Regions from separate parts of the Mus musculus genome. Here all the other regions are linked to region 3. The links are chromatin contacts, called in public HiChIP or PLAC-seq and Micro-C maps. All regions are on one chromosome and are shown on one strand. The core of a region is the stretch at or near the end of the contact, and the rest is flanking DNA. Distances in the headings are between cores, read along the strand shown.

Region 1 (2,700 bases), core at 10-2,509, 240 kb before region 3:
CGGGGACATTTTCTTCTGATGCTATCAGGTCTTCAAACTGCTACCCACCTGAAAACATGATTTAAGGAGACATTTTAGTATAGGGCCCTTGTAAGAAAGTGTCATTTAGATACAGTGTAAAATGAACAGGTTGGTTTGTAAGTGAAGTTAAGAGTGGAAGGAAATACTAAAGTTTGCCCCACATCTCAATGATTAATGAGTATTTGAAACCCTTGCCTTCTGAACAGTCATCTGTCCATGGTCCCAGGAAGAAGGCTGGGGCATCTTTCCAGCTAGGTTCTACTTTACGCTGCCCTTAGAGTGGCGGGTATTGTAACACATTGCCCTGTCCTCCTGTCTATAGCTGCGTGTACAAGTCCATTATCCTTCTATTGTCTCTTCTTACTGTCTTTGAACACGTATTTCTAAAACAGTATGTGGATTGGGAAACAATCTTGGTGACCAGAATAACAAAAGATGATTTTCAGATTTGTAAGTTGGTTATAATGCCCTGAATGGCAAATTACTTACACTGGTGAGATAGTATTTTTTGAAACTCATTGCCTAATCATTCTTTATGGTGTTTTTCTTTAAAACAAAGCAAAACAGAAGCAAAGAAGCAAACGTAAAAGCAAAACTTAAAAAGCGATGAAATAGGCTGTAGTGATCATACCTTTAATCCCAGAACTTGGGAAGCAGAGGCAAGCAAATCTCTTGTGTTTGAGGCTAACCTGGTCTACAGAGTGAGTTCCAGGACATGCAGGGCAACACAGAGTAACCGTGTTTTGAAAAACCAGGGTGGGAAGCGGGGGGACAGTAATTTTTAAACCAGCAAAGAGATTTTCATTTTGTGACTTCAAATTATTCATCTGATTTAAGGGTTGGGAATATGAATTGAAGTTGTTTTACTTAATTTTAATTTAATGCTTTACTAAATATCCCTAAACACAATTCTTTTCATAATGACTCTGTAATTGCAAACTCCTCTATGATCCTATAGTGAGGGAGAAACAGAATAAAACTTTTTTTCAAACTAAAAGTTGCTTATGTTGAGTTTTAAATGCTTGTAGATCAGCTTGGTGAAACACTTGGACATGTGCACAAGTAACATCTTAATTATTCAGAAAAACTCTTGTCTTTGGTAGTAAAGATAGTGTTACTTGGTGCAGTGGTCAGTTTCCTCTTCAAAGTAAAAGAAGGGGCAAATTCTGAAAGCATGATGAATAAGTATTTTCAGACTGGAAACAAAGCAGAGGCCTGTTTCCCTTATTCAGAGATTTCTTCGCTTAGTTCCCATTGTGTGGGCCCCTGCCGCAGGGTAGAGACCCAAGGGCAGGACTTTGTGCCCAGTGGGAAGAAGGCAGGAAGGAATATTGCATTTGGAAATGTGGGATCCGAACAGAAGTCAGTTTGGACTGACTGTGGACAGATGTCTGAAAACAGGAAACTAGCTTCAATTTGTTTTTTCAGATCACAGTTATGCATCCTTTCTCCTGTACTCCCTCTCCTCCCTGATGCTGACAGTCTTGACTTAAGTCAGTGTATATCAGCTTTTACAGATAAAGACTTTCATTTCATGTTTCAGAGGCATGCATTCGTTCTCTGGAAAACCATGCCATTGAATATCTTTTAACTTGACATGCAGTAGCATTTTTTTAAAACCCATTTTCTACAGAGGCTACTTTTATATTTACTAAAGGTGACAAAACCCCTCTTCCTTCATTACACTTTCTGCTCTCATGTTCTGTCATTCTGAGATCTTTTTCTTCCCTGTCTCTGTCTTCTTTCCCCCAGCTGTCGGCAGCATCCAGCCCCTCCAGGCACAGTCCTCACAGAGCTGCAGGAAAGGACCCCTTTGCAGAGCTCTCTCTGGAGGACTTCTTATAAGTCACTTAGGTATTGCTGCGTGTGGGGGCGATGGGGATGTGGATACTTAAGCCAAGATTGCCAACACTGAAACCATGCACCTTCTCCTTTGTTTATTTAAAGGAGTCTGCATTCCTTCTGCACCTCAGCTGCCTCCTCCTCTTCTGTTCTTTATGTGGAGAATAAAAACAGTTTGAGATAGGACAAAAGAAGAAACCACCTTGGAACATAGCTTTAACATAGTTAAAATCAGTGAGAGGGGGGACCATCTTAACACAAGCATCCACTGCTCACAGCCACTGGGTGTGGTCAAATATCACCCTTAAAAATAAGGTGTTTGTCATTCTTACAAGAACTGTAGAAAATGCCTGCCCCACTTTTACATCTTGGTTAGAAGTAGCTTAAGTTTTAAAGAGTTGAATTTTATGTGTTCCCTTTGTTCAAGATAGTAACTTTTAAAAATTATTTATTTATTTATTTGATTTTTTTGTTTGTTTGTTTGTTTGGTTTGGTTTTACTTTAGTTTAGTTTTGTTTTGTTTTGTTTTATTTTGTTTTAGACAGGGTCTGTATGTAGTACTGACTGTCCTAGAACTCATTCTGTAGATCAGGCTAGCCTCAAACTCACAAGAGATCTACCTACCTCTGCTTCCCAGCTACAACTTGGTTTTTACTTAAGGGCAGGAGAATACCTAACCCTTTGACTACAAGGATATGATCTACACCACATTTATCTTCTGGGAGACAGTTTAATTTGTTCTTCTTGATGCCCCAGGCCCAGGGTACATTTACCATCTAGGTCTTTGGCAGTTTGACTCTTACTTGGCAGGTACATCCACCTCAGATTTAGCTGCCT
Region 2 (2,700 bases), core at 34-2,533, 140 kb before region 3:
TCTTGGGCATTCTGAGCTTCTGGGCTAAAATCCACTTATCAGTGAGTGCATATTATATGAGTTCTTTTGTGATTGGGTTCCCTCACTTAGGATGAATATCCTCCAGATCCATCTATTTGTCTAAGAATTTCATAAATTCATTGTTTTTAATAGCTGCATAGTACTCCATTGTGTAAATTTGCCACAATTTCTGTAACCATTACTCTGTTGAGGGACATCTGGATTCTTTCCAGTTTCTGCCTATTATAAATAAGGGTGCTATGAACATAGTGGAGCATATGTCCTTATTACAAGTTGGAGCATCTTCTGGGTATATGCCCAGGAGTGGTATTGCTGGATCTTCCAGTAGTACTATGTTCAATTTTCTGAGGAACCACCAAACTGATTTCCAGAGTGGTTGTATCAGCTTGCAATCCCACCAACAACGCAGGAGTGTTCCTCTTTCTCCACATCCTTGCCAGCGTCTGCTGTCACCTGAGTTTTTTATCTTAGCCATCCTGACTGGTGTGAGGTGTCCTGTGAAGGTTCTATGCTCCAGTATAGGGGGATGCCAGGGCCAGGAAGTGGGAGTGGATGGTTTGGGGAGCAGGGGGAGGGGAGAAAGGATAGGGAGTTTTCAGAGGGGAAACTAGGAAAGGGGATAACATTTGAAATGTAAATAAAGAAAATATTTAATAAAAAAGGAAAAAAGAGAATATGATAAAAAAAAGGTATTGCAGGTTTTGAAGTGGGGGCCGTCTCTGGGAGAAGTTGGGGTACAAAAGGGAAAGAAGAATGTGATGTAAGTCTATTTATTCAAAATATGTTTTTAAGTGTTAACAAATTCAGATAAATTGAAATTATGTATCTTTTCTCGTCATAATGCAATAAAACTTAAATTAAGAAAGAAAGAAAGAAAGAAAGAGAGAAAGAAACTGATGGCCGGAGGGGTTAGAACATTTTGCTAGATTACAGGCACCTCTTCTCCCCGCATGGTGGTGACCGTCCCTACGTTTCAGATGGAAGGTATCCTCGACCCTCTTGCATAGGGACGTAAAAAAAAAAAAAGTGCCGTTTCCGTTCTTTTGGATAAAAACTCGATTGCTTCACTGACAAGTAGAGAAGGAGGCCTGGAAGGGAGAGAAGCCAAGCGCAGGGACCAGAGCACAGGAGGCGGCCCCGCAGGCGCGGGCGGGCGGGGCGAGCCCTGTGCTCCCTGGAAGGTCCCGCGCTGCCCTCCCCTCCGCCCGCCCCGAACAGCGGCGACACCTGGGTGGCGCAGCCGGCTGCGAGCGCTGGGCGGCAGAGAGAGGTTGGCAGCCCGGAGGAGGTAGAGCGGGCAGCCGGGGCTGCGGCGGAGACTCGGCGCGCGCTCTGGGTGTGACTTTTCTGTCTACTGGCGGTGTCGCTGGGACTGCTTTCTGGTCCTGCTCTGGGTCTTGGAGTAGCTGGAGGAGTTGGTGTAGAGAGAGATTTTTTTGTTGTCCTTGCTATCCTGGCTGCTACAACGTGAACCACCGGGGCGGCAACCAACAAGCTTCATCCCTCAGTTTCTCCTTTAGTTAGGAGTTCCTTCTGCTGCCCTCGCCGCCGTGTGTCCGCGAAGCTAGGGACACCAGGTAGGCAGTTGCGACGGAATTGGGGGTGGTACTTTGAAGGCTTGACCCCAGACCTGGGGCTGGAGACTGGCGGGACCTGGCTGCGGAGCAATCGCCCGCAGGGTGCTCAGGTGAGGAACAGCAGAGGTGCAGCGAAGGAACCCAGCTAAGCACCCCCCCCCCCCCGCGAACTCTAGTTTGAAAATTAACACATTTGTTTTGGGACAGTTTCCTCTACACCCAACCAGACCTCTTATCCTATAGAGTTAAGTCACATGGGTGGGATTTGCCAGCTTCAAACTGCAAAACCGCGTGTTTCAGGGTGTAAGACCCATCCAGCAGCCGTAGGAAGTGCGGTAGGAAGTGGGGTAGGAAGTGGGTCTCTGCGCTCACAGTGCCTCCTCCCCTTTCCTCCCTTTATAAGTCGTCTTTGGCTATGAGGGGCTCCATTTCCTGCATCGTTGAAAAGTTCTCATTTTTTACTAAGGGCTGGTATGTGACCAGCAGCTTCCAGGACGTGGGCTCTGGGTTGAGAGGGAGCCTAAACACACGCTTTGAATCACAGCTTTCTGACCCTACAGTCTAATAGCAGTGTGCAGAGGAAGCCTGGGTGGGGGAGAGGGGGCAGTTCAGATACACAACTGGAGGGTCGGCGGGGTCCAAATTGCTGTCCAGCTTTCTCTCTTCCTGACAACCCTTTCTGGCTAGAATGCTGGTCCTGCTGTCTGCAAGATGGAGAAGCCAGGACAAAGCAAGCTAGCTTAAAGTGGCTGAGGTCTTCAATCAGTTACTGGAGCTTTTTAGCACCCGGCCCTCAAACAACTTCTTTCATCTCTGCCCTTCATCATTCTTGGAGTGGCATACATTTGAAATCAGACTCTTGGACCCACTAAAAGTGTCCAGGAAGGAGAAGAGAGGTTCAGTGAGGGAGGAGGGGCGATGCTGATCTCTCTTTTACAGACATTTATTATGGACCAGACGCTGTTCTCTATGTAATGTGTTTCTAAATTCTCACAAAGCCTCACAAGGTTGGTACACTATACTTCTTTTTATAATTGAGATGCCGAGGCTCAGAAAGATTGGTCCTCCTATTCTAACACACGTAGTTTCTAATTCTAAAACC
Region 3 (2,700 bases), core at 28-2,527:
TAATTAAGACATTTGTCTTTATGGAAGATGTCATGCATACTTTTACACAGAGTTTCATGGTGGTCAGGTCATATTGCTGCATACTCTCGATTATCAGCAGGAAACTCTTCCACCAAACTGTGCTTTGCTTAAAAATGCCTAAAATTGGGCTGGTGAGATGGCTCAGTGGGTAAGAGCACCCAACTGCTCTTCCGAAGGTCAGGAGTTCAAATCCCAGCAACCACATGGTGGCTCACAACCATCCGTAATGAGATCTGACTCCCTCTTCTGGAGTGTCTGAGGACAGCTACAGTGTACTTACATATAATAAATAATAAATAAATCTAAAAAAATAAAATAAAATAAAATGATTTAAAAAAAATGCCTAAAATTAAGAACTCTGGGATCATACTCTTGAAGTTTGAATCAACACTGGCTACTCAGTGTGTTAAACTGAATTACATTACTTTGTTTGTCCTGGTGGTTGCAGAAGCCCCCCCCCCCCCCCCCCCCCCCCCCCCCCCCCCCCCCCCCCCCCGCACTATTGGCCCAATGTGTAGTGAGGCTTAAAAGAATTCGTTACATCAGTGCTATGTGCATGAACTCATTGAATAAAAAGTGAAGTGTTTTGTTCAAGACTTGGTCTTTTCAAAAAGCTGGTATTTTAAAAACGGAAAAAGCCTAAGTAACTACCATGACTTGACAAAAGAAAAAAAAAGCAGAAAACAAACAGCAAAACAAGAGACCAGTAAACAAACCAACCACCCACTCTTGGCAAAGGAGCTAATTCTGCAAGTGACCCTTATTGCAAAAACAAATGATAAATAAAAATGATGTAATAATGACAATAATAGCAGTAATAGTATTATGAAAGATCATTTTCTGAGACTAAGGACCTCTGAATGTCGCCTGGGGAGTTAGTGTCAGTACGTGACTGCGTTCCCCAGAATTTGGTAACACTTCTGATTTAAAGTCTTTTGTTTTAACGGGGACTATTTCCTTATGCGTGCTGTTTTTTGCTTGCAGTTTAGAGAGAAACAGCAAAAATAAAAGCGTTCACAAAAACAGTTTTTTTTTAATATAGCTACGTCAAATATGTCTAGATGTCATATTGGATCGAGGAGAGTGGTACCGGGTAGTACCGATGAGTGGGGGGGGGGTGGAAACTAGGTTTTATTGTGTTTTGCCTGCTGCTCCTATGACATCACCGCAAAGCCGAAGTTACTGCACCTCGAAAGCACTCGGAATCTCGCGATACTCTGGCTGGAGCGAAGCGCGTTTTTGTGGGCGGGGTGGGCAGAGAGTAACTTCCGGCCAGGCCGCTGTCTGGGTGGCGCGGCCGAGTCCTCCCCCGGGCCTCGCCGCTTCGCGCTTCCACTGCCTTCCCCCCGCCTCGTGCGGGGGGTTGGGCGGCCGCCGGAGGCCACTCGGACCTTGCCCCGCGCCTGCGGTCGGCCCGGCGCCGTGGCTCTGCGCGCTGGGGGCCCGGGGTCGGAGTGGCTGCGGCCTACCCGGGCCCGCCGCTCAGCCCCATGAGGCACAGCCTGACCAAGCTGCTGGCAGCCTCGGGCCGCGACTTCCCGAGCCGCCGCGACAGCCGGGAGCCGCCCGCCACGCGCGCGCCGCCCCGGGAGCCGAGCGGGGCAGCCGCGGGGGCGGAGACCCCGAGGCCCGGATCGCCTGACCGCGAGCAACCTCACGGGGACGGGGACGGGGGCGAGCCGGAGGCCCGGAGCGGGAGCCGCGGCAGCGTGGCCGTGCGCGCGCCCGCGCCCTCGCCCCTGAAGATGGAGGAGGAGGAGGAGGACGCGATCGCCATGGTCCCCAAGGAAGAGCCGGAGGACATGGACTTTCTCTCCGGGCTGGAGCTGGCCGATCTGCTGGACCCTCGGCAACCGGACTGGCACCTGGAGCCCGGGCTCAGCTCGCCCGGGCCCCTGTCCTCGTCCGGCGGAGGCTCGGAGAGCGGCGGCCTGTTGAGGGGGGACGACGACGACGACACCGCGGCCGCCGAGATGCAGCGCTTCTCCGACTTGCTGCAGAGGCTGTTGAACGGCATCGGAGGCTGCAGCAGCGGCGGTGACCGCGGCGGCGGGGAGAAGAGGCGGAGAAAGTCCCCGGGAGCAGGAGGCGGTGGCGCCAACGACGGCAACCAGGCGGCGACCAAGAGTCCCCGGAAGGCGGCGGCGGCCGCTGCCCGTCTTAATCGGCTCAAGAAGAAGGAGTACGTGATGGGGCTGGAGAGTCGGGTCCGGGGACTGGCAGCCGAGAACCAGGAGCTGCGGGCCGAGAATCGGGAGCTGGGCAAGCGCGTGCAAGCACTGCAGGAGGAGAGTCGCTACCTACGGGCCGTCCTGGCCAACGAGACCGGACTAGCTCGCCTGCTGAGCCGACTGAGCGGCGTGGGACTGCGGCTGACCACCTCCCTCTTCAGAGACTCGCCCGCCGGCGACCACGACTACGCCCTGCCGGTGGGGAAGCAGCCGCCGGAGCCGCGGGAAGAGGACGACGCGGCGGGAGGAGTGTGTCTCCATGTGGACAAGGATAAGGTGTCGGTGGAGTTCTGCTCGGCGTGCGCTCGGAAGGCGTCGTCGTCTCTTAAAATGTAGGGTCAAGTAATCTGCTCTTTATCCGCGTTTACCCCTTTCTCCTCCCTTACACCATGTCAAACACCTTAGTGGGACATCGTCACCGGACGCATTTCAGAGGCGGAAAAAAAAG
Region 4 (2,700 bases), core at 69-2,568, 210 kb before region 3:
TCTAATTATTCAGGAGTAATGGTACGAGCCCTTATTAACATGACTTTACAAAGTTAATTTGACAATTGTCAGGCTGGCACTGGTGGCACAGTCCTGCAATCCTAGCTACTCAAGAGGCTGAGGCAGGGTTTAGGTGAATGCAGAACCCAGAGCAAGTTCAAAGGTAGCCTGGCCAATGGGAAACCTTGTCTTCAAACAACAGGGGCTGGGGCTGCAGTTCTTGCCGACTATGCACAAGGCTCTGGGCTCAGTAACCAACACAGCAAAAAATCAGGTAAAATCTAAAGGAAAAGGGAAAAGGCCAGGGCTGGGGCCAGGGGGCCGAACCCTTGCCTAGTGTGCACAAGGCCCAGTTTGCTCCCTTAACACCCATCTCATACACAGTAAAGCTACTTGACAATATTGCTGAAACAGTATAGAAATTGTCTCCTAGTTTTCTAGACCCTTACTCTACTCCGACAGATGGGGGACAGGGAAGAGAATGGGACAAGCTTTAAAGTGGCGTTCTTGTTGGTTCTTATTAGTGTTTCTGGATGGATGAGGAATTTAATATTCCACAGTGGACATGTTGACTTGGGTGCCTTTAGGATATGTATGGCTCATTGTTTGAAGATCCAAGTGGCTTGGGGTTGTCATGGTTAGGTTGGCATGGCAGCAGGCCCATGGAGCAGTGGGTCACACTGCATTGTAGTCAGGAAGGCTGGGCAATGGACGCTGGTGTGCTCGGCTTGCTTACTCTTGTTTTATTCAGACTAGGACCCTAGGCCATGAAATAGTGCCCACATTCTGGATGTGTCTTCCCACCTTATATATCCCCAGGGTTATGTCTTCCAGAACATTCCAGATTTTGTCAAGTTGACGCTATTACCCATCATAATTCCAAACCTGTCAATGTGGTACACAATGTGTGTCCAGCCTACATCGCTAGAAGACCTCTGTAGAGGGGAAAGGGGAAGGAAGAGTCTGGCTTAAGGGCAGGAAAGCCAGGAAGGCATCACTTACAGAAGGGATGTGGCTAATGTGGGCCTGGAGTAGGGCAGAGGCAGACCAGCAAGCAGTGCTTAAAGACAGGACTTAGAGCCTTTCTGGATTTGGAGACTGAAAAAGACATTTCTTCAGGACTCCTAAAATCCCTTCTTGGGTGACTACATAACTGTGGTGGGGTCCTTAAGTGGGACAGGCAGAACATGGGACCAGAAGCAGTTTCAGGGAAAGAGGCAGCTGTTGTCAATTCAGGAGTTGGAGATGCCTGTGGTGAGCTTCCATGGAGTTGCAGCTGGCTGATGGGTGCGTGGGTTTGGAGCCTGGAAATGACATCATCCCTAATCTGGATGCCTTTTGGGCCTGCAATGCAATTATCCTCAGGCATTTCTTCCCTGGAGTTTAGGGGAGGCCAGCGTTTCCTGTTTCCTTCTTTTTTTCTCTGTATACTAGCTTGTGTTGTTACGTATGATGTTAGGTAAATTCCCGAGGATGATTGAGAAGTAAATGTCCCAGCCCTTGAAATTCTGGGAATAGGTTTTTTTTGTTGTTGTTGTTGTTTTTTTTTTTTTTTTGCTTTTGCTTTTGCTTTGTTTTTGCCCTTTAGTCTAGTTGAGTGGAGTATAGAATTCCAAGTTCAAAAACATTCTCCACTGAATGTCCTTACTGACGCCAGTGCCGGCTTCCTGCTCATCCGTTCCGCCTTCCTTTGTTTGCCATTTTAAAAGAACAGGGATTTTTTTTCCCCCCTAGTGTCCTGCTGATGTTTGTTTCTGCGTTATCTTTTTAGAGTTAATATTGCTTGGGTGCTGTGCCTCCTACATTAGTGATGTGTCTTGTCCTGCTCCGAGAGAGTGCATTCTGCATTCTATTTTATATTTGATTATTTTGGCCTTGAGGGATCCTGTTTTCTAAATAAACTGGCTCTCACAATTTTTTGGTATTAATAAAAGCTCCTTTTCAAATTTCTGAATTTCCCACCGGCGTCTTTCAGCAGTGGCTTTGATTAGTAGGAGCGGTGTGCACTTCTATTCTCCAGCTTGCCTGGCTTTCTCTTCAGATTTGTCCGGTCGTTCTTAGTAACCCATATCTGGTCCTGTTAGCAAGGGTCAGTGGGATGGTGGTATTGTCTCCACCACTGCATACGTAGGACTGTTTCCACTCCAAGTTTCTCCTGTGGCTGAAAGAGTAAGCTGAAGTCTGTAAATAGGCACGGCAGGGCAGGAGGAGTATTTTGAGTTGAGAAAGCAAGGGCTTACATTGTGATCTCATGAATGCCATAATTAGAAATATATACCTTTTTTTGCATATAATTGTCTCACATCTATGCTAGCAACTGTGTATCATCAGATGATTTCAGCGTTCTTGGGAGAGAGCCTGCAAGCTCCTAGGTGGAGGATAACTGCTTTGTTCTGTGTAAGGGAAATCCCAGGGATGCTTCTTATTGATGGAGACGGTGGCAATACTTGTTTTCTGCTCCTCTTGCATCCCTATGCTCTACAGCATACACAGACCCTGAGCAAAGGGTCCCCAAGGCTTCCCAAACAGTGTGCACTATCCATGGAACATCTGGACAAATGGTATCGCCAGTTTCACCCAACAGCTTGCAGCTGGATCTCACACCTGTCTGTCTTGTGTGTGTGTGTGTGTGTGCGTGTGTGCGTGTGTGTGTGTGTGTGTGTGTGTGTGTGTGTGTGAGCTAATTGTTGAAACCTCACC
Region 5 (2,700 bases), core at 30-2,529, 160 kb before region 3:
AGTTGGGGCACAGGTGTTGGTCCCCCTTGAGTATCATCCCTCGTGGGATGGCTATAGTGCCTACTCAACCTTCGTAGTTCCTTTCATCAACATGAGTTATAGGCTTGCATCTATGCCTGCCCTTGCATAGGTGGCCAGGTACCAGGCCTGTCTCTGTGATGTCTACTCCAGAGAGTGGCTCAGACCAGATTTCTATGTCACAGAACACTGTGCGTTCTGATCCAAAGTTTCTTGCCTACTCAGAGGCATTCTGTGGGCCAGATCTCAGAGTGGTCCAGTGATATCTGCTCTGGGTTCTCTCAGTAAACCAGGCAGACCAGGACCTCTGCTTCTGAGCTGAGTCCTCGACTAGCCTGCTTTCCAAAATTCCCTTTCTCTCTTTGTAACTGAGACCACTGTTTTTCTGCTAATACCCATTTCTGAGATGGCAGTTGTCCAGCTGTTGTTTGCTCCCTAGAGATCCTAGCAGTTTGTGCCTGGCTGTCACCTGCCACCTTTTTTTTCTCCCGTTTTTGTTTGTTTTATGATGTTTTTGAAAAAAAAAAAAAACTAAGCCACCAAAAACTCTCCAGAGTGATACATGAATTGTTTTTGTATTTTGGATAAGATTTGACTCCGTTTTTAAAACAAAAATACCGAAAGTATCGATTTTCCCTTAATTGGCTTCTGTTTGAGGACTTATTTCTTAGCTCTTTTCCTTCCCCCTCGGAATTTTGAGGACTTATTTCTTAGTTTTTTTCCTTCCCTCTTGGAGTTTTGCACACTGGCGTGACAAATGTGTGACAAATGGCCGTCACTGCTGAAAACTCCACTCCTCAAATTCAAATATTTGCCGAGCTTATCTATTCCAAAACTGACAGATGCTTTCTATCTTTTGTTTGCTTTTTAGCTGACGTCCCTTATATGTCTCATCTTGGTGAACTTAGGCCTCTTTCTGGAGTGACTGCTTAAGCACACTGTGACTGAATCATATATTCCAGCACGGCTCACCAGCCAGTAGCTCTGCTGTTGCTAACTGACTTACTGATTTACAAACGCTCACCATCAGTACCTGTCTTGGGTCCAAGCTGAGACCCGTGAATGAGACCCAGAGACACAGAACTGAAAGCTAAGCAATAGCCACACATACTTGAGTTTGGGGAAGAGCTCTGAGGCAGACCATCTTAGCTTTATTTCTCCTAAAAAGTTGATCTAAGACATCGTATAAAGGTAGCTTAGACCGGAAGTGATCCCAAGAAGCCGGTCAGAAAGTGAAACAGGAAAAGGTGTGCTGGTGGGTGGGTCCTGTTGTGAGCAACAAGAATTCCACCTGATTTCTGATATCCTGAGCGGTCGTTTAGACAAACTTCAGGGTTGTCCCGTTGAGGGATAGGGTAGTTAGGGGATCCTTGGATTCTTGTCTTCATAGTTTGAAAGACACTTCTGAGAAACTTGTGTCTTCCTAGAGGAGAGGCGTGTACACAGTGAGATGTGTACACAAGGACTGACCCCGCACTGCCGACTGGACGAGGTGATGTGTCCAGAGTATCACTCTCAATAGAGAGTGAAGGATCTTTGATGTGATGGGCTATCACAGCTATGTACTGATGATGTAGTGGTATGGTATGCGTTGCAGATTCTGAAGGGCATATGTCCCTTTATTATTAACGCCAAGTGAAATAAATTAGTGAGATACACAATTCCCTGGTCAATTTAGTTTAATTAATTGTTTGATATCCCGCAGACAACTAGTGTTCAGAGTATAGTCTTCAACTATCACAGTCAACATCACCGGAAACTAATTAGGAAAGTAAATTCTTGGTCTCCCACCTAGTCTCTGAAGGTAGGACGTACCTTCCTACCACTCTGAAGGTAGGACGTAAAAGTCCTTGGCAAGCTCTCCAGATAATCCTAATATACATTCAAGGTCAAGCACCATGAATATAAATAACATACCATGTCAAAACACACTTTTGTGCCCATTGTGCAAAAACATAATTTTTATGCTAATTTGGGGGCAGGAACAAACTGGGTATGGAGGGTACTTTCAGGTTCCTGTCCTAGTTGGGCAGTGAGAAGCTTGGACTAATAATACAGTGACATTTAAAACTAAAAACTGAAAATAAAAGCAGTGGAATACGTTAAAAATATGCTGGACCCTCAGTATGTCAAAAATGACACACACTCAGTACATTAACAAACGCACATCCAGCACATGAAAACACTGGGTCCTTAGAGATAGCAGCTGAGCACCCTGCCTTTGTACTTTGCCTACTGTGGCTTCCCACATCCCACTGTGGGTTATCATAGTCTTAAGCTGTTTTGTTTGAGAAATACCGTTGCAGAGGACCAGGATCCCTCTGTGATACGATCTGAGACATTAGACAGACTTACCCGTGGCCTACCCAATGATTATAACCCTGAGGCTGACCTGAGGGCCACAGATCTCAACTGTGTCCACAACCTCTGCATCCAGGAACTAATGTCAACCCTAAAAAATTTTAAAGTGAGTTGTTTTTTTAATTTTTAAGATTTATTTTGATTTTAAGAGTGTTTGCCTGTATAGCAGGTATGTGCCTGGTGCCCATGGGGGTCAGAAGAAGAAGGCTTTGGATATTGGATCTTCTGGAACTTGAGTTACAGACCATCTGGGCACTGGAAATGGAACCCAGGTTCTCTGGAAGAGCATCCCGCGCTCTGAACCACTGAGCCATCTCCCCA

Evidence for each region. A called contact is a pair of places that touch in the nucleus more often than the background predicts. HiChIP or PLAC-seq counts read pairs in DNA pulled down with a chosen protein or histone mark.
Region 1: an H3K4me3 HiChIP or PLAC-seq map of stem cell-derived neural progenitor cells shows a contact between it and region 3, with 39 read pairs. The contact joins the enhancer-like site here to the promoter of Crebzf in region 3. A contact is called at or near these places in 7 of 39 promoter capture datasets (the C10 cell line, the HPC-7 cell line, cranial neural crest and 4 more), 3 of 484 Hi-C or Micro-C datasets (Th1 cells, cortical neurons and embryonic stem cells), 13 of 115 datasets of contacts at active chromatin or transcription factors (the 230-238 cell line, DN3 thymocytes, the SCID.adh cell line and 9 more) and 3 of 9 other capture datasets (adipose tissue, liver and pancreatic islet).
Region 2: an H3K4me3 HiChIP or PLAC-seq map of pro-B cells shows a contact between it and region 3, with 3 times the contacts expected there. The contact joins the promoter of Sytl2 here to the promoter of Crebzf in region 3. A contact is called at or near these places in 2 of 39 promoter capture datasets (maxillary cranial neural crest and pre-B cells), 1 of 15 datasets of contacts at CTCF or cohesin (CD8 T cells), 2 of 484 Hi-C or Micro-C datasets (group 2 innate lymphoid cells and muscle stem cells), 16 of 115 datasets of contacts at active chromatin or transcription factors (the 230-238 cell line, CD8 T cells, DN3 thymocytes and 13 more) and 3 of 9 other capture datasets (adipose tissue, liver and pancreatic islet).
Region 4: a contact with region 3 is called in an H3K27ac HiChIP or PLAC-seq map of epiblast stem cells. The contact joins the enhancer-like site here to the promoter of Crebzf in region 3. A contact is called at or near these places in 2 of 39 promoter capture datasets (the HPC-7 cell line and embryonic stem cells), 7 of 115 datasets of contacts at active chromatin or transcription factors (the SCID.adh cell line, T-cell acute lymphoblastic leukemia, bone marrow-derived macrophages and 4 more) and 1 of 9 other capture datasets (liver).
Region 5: a contact with region 3 is called in a Micro-C map of muscle stem cells, with 4 times the contacts expected there. The contact joins the enhancer-like site here to the promoter of Crebzf in region 3. A contact is called at or near these places in 1 of 39 promoter capture datasets (3T3-L1-derived adipocytes), 3 of 15 datasets of contacts at CTCF or cohesin (CD8 T cells, the NIH/3T3 cell line and pro-B cells), 7 of 484 Hi-C or Micro-C datasets (the C2C12 cell line, Th1 cells, Th2 cells and 4 more), 18 of 115 datasets of contacts at active chromatin or transcription factors (the 230-238 cell line, CD8 T cells, DN3 thymocytes and 14 more) and 3 of 9 other capture datasets (adipose tissue, liver and pancreatic islet).

The regions. Positions count from the first base shown.
Region 1 is chr7:90,204,387-90,207,086 of GRCm38.p6, forward strand. The region is part of intron 19 of Picalm (phosphatidylinositol binding clathrin assembly protein); the gene reads left to right. Among named protein-coding and RNA genes, the nearest start is that of Ccdc83, 60 kb to the right of the region's middle. Within about 2 kb of position 1,260, at least 8 of the 459 cell types and tissues checked have an H3K27ac peak or open chromatin away from gene starts, as enhancers often do. A contact at or near this core is called in stem cell-derived neural progenitor cells, where this site is marked.
Region 2 is chr7:90,301,146-90,303,845 of GRCm38.p6, forward strand. Sytl2 (synaptotagmin-like 2) reads left to right here and starts at 1,284. Exons shown (of 20, transcript NM_001368878.1): 1 at 1,284-1,598.
Region 3 is chr7:90,441,504-90,444,203 of GRCm38.p6, forward strand. It overlaps Crebzf (CREB/ATF bZIP transcription factor), which reads left to right and starts at 1,278. Exons shown (of 1, transcript NM_145151.3): 1 at 1,278-2,700. The coding sequence starts at 1,512. The coding sequence ends at 2,588.
Region 4 is chr7:90,232,848-90,235,547 of GRCm38.p6, forward strand. The region is part of intron 7 of Ccdc83 (coiled-coil domain containing 83); the gene reads right to left. Among named protein-coding and RNA genes, the nearest start is that of Ccdc83, 31 kb to the right of the region's middle. Within about 2 kb of position 1,319, at least 44 of the 459 cell types and tissues checked have an H3K27ac peak or open chromatin away from gene starts, as enhancers often do. A contact at or near this core is called in epiblast stem cells, where this site is marked.
Region 5 is chr7:90,284,047-90,286,746 of GRCm38.p6, forward strand. No RefSeq gene overlaps it. Among named protein-coding and RNA genes, the nearest start is that of Sytl2, 17 kb to the right of the region's middle. Within about 2 kb of position 1,280, at least 36 of the 459 cell types and tissues checked have an H3K27ac peak or open chromatin away from gene starts, as enhancers often do. A contact at or near this core is called in CD8 T cells, DN3 thymocytes, the SCID.adh cell line and 4 more, where this site is marked.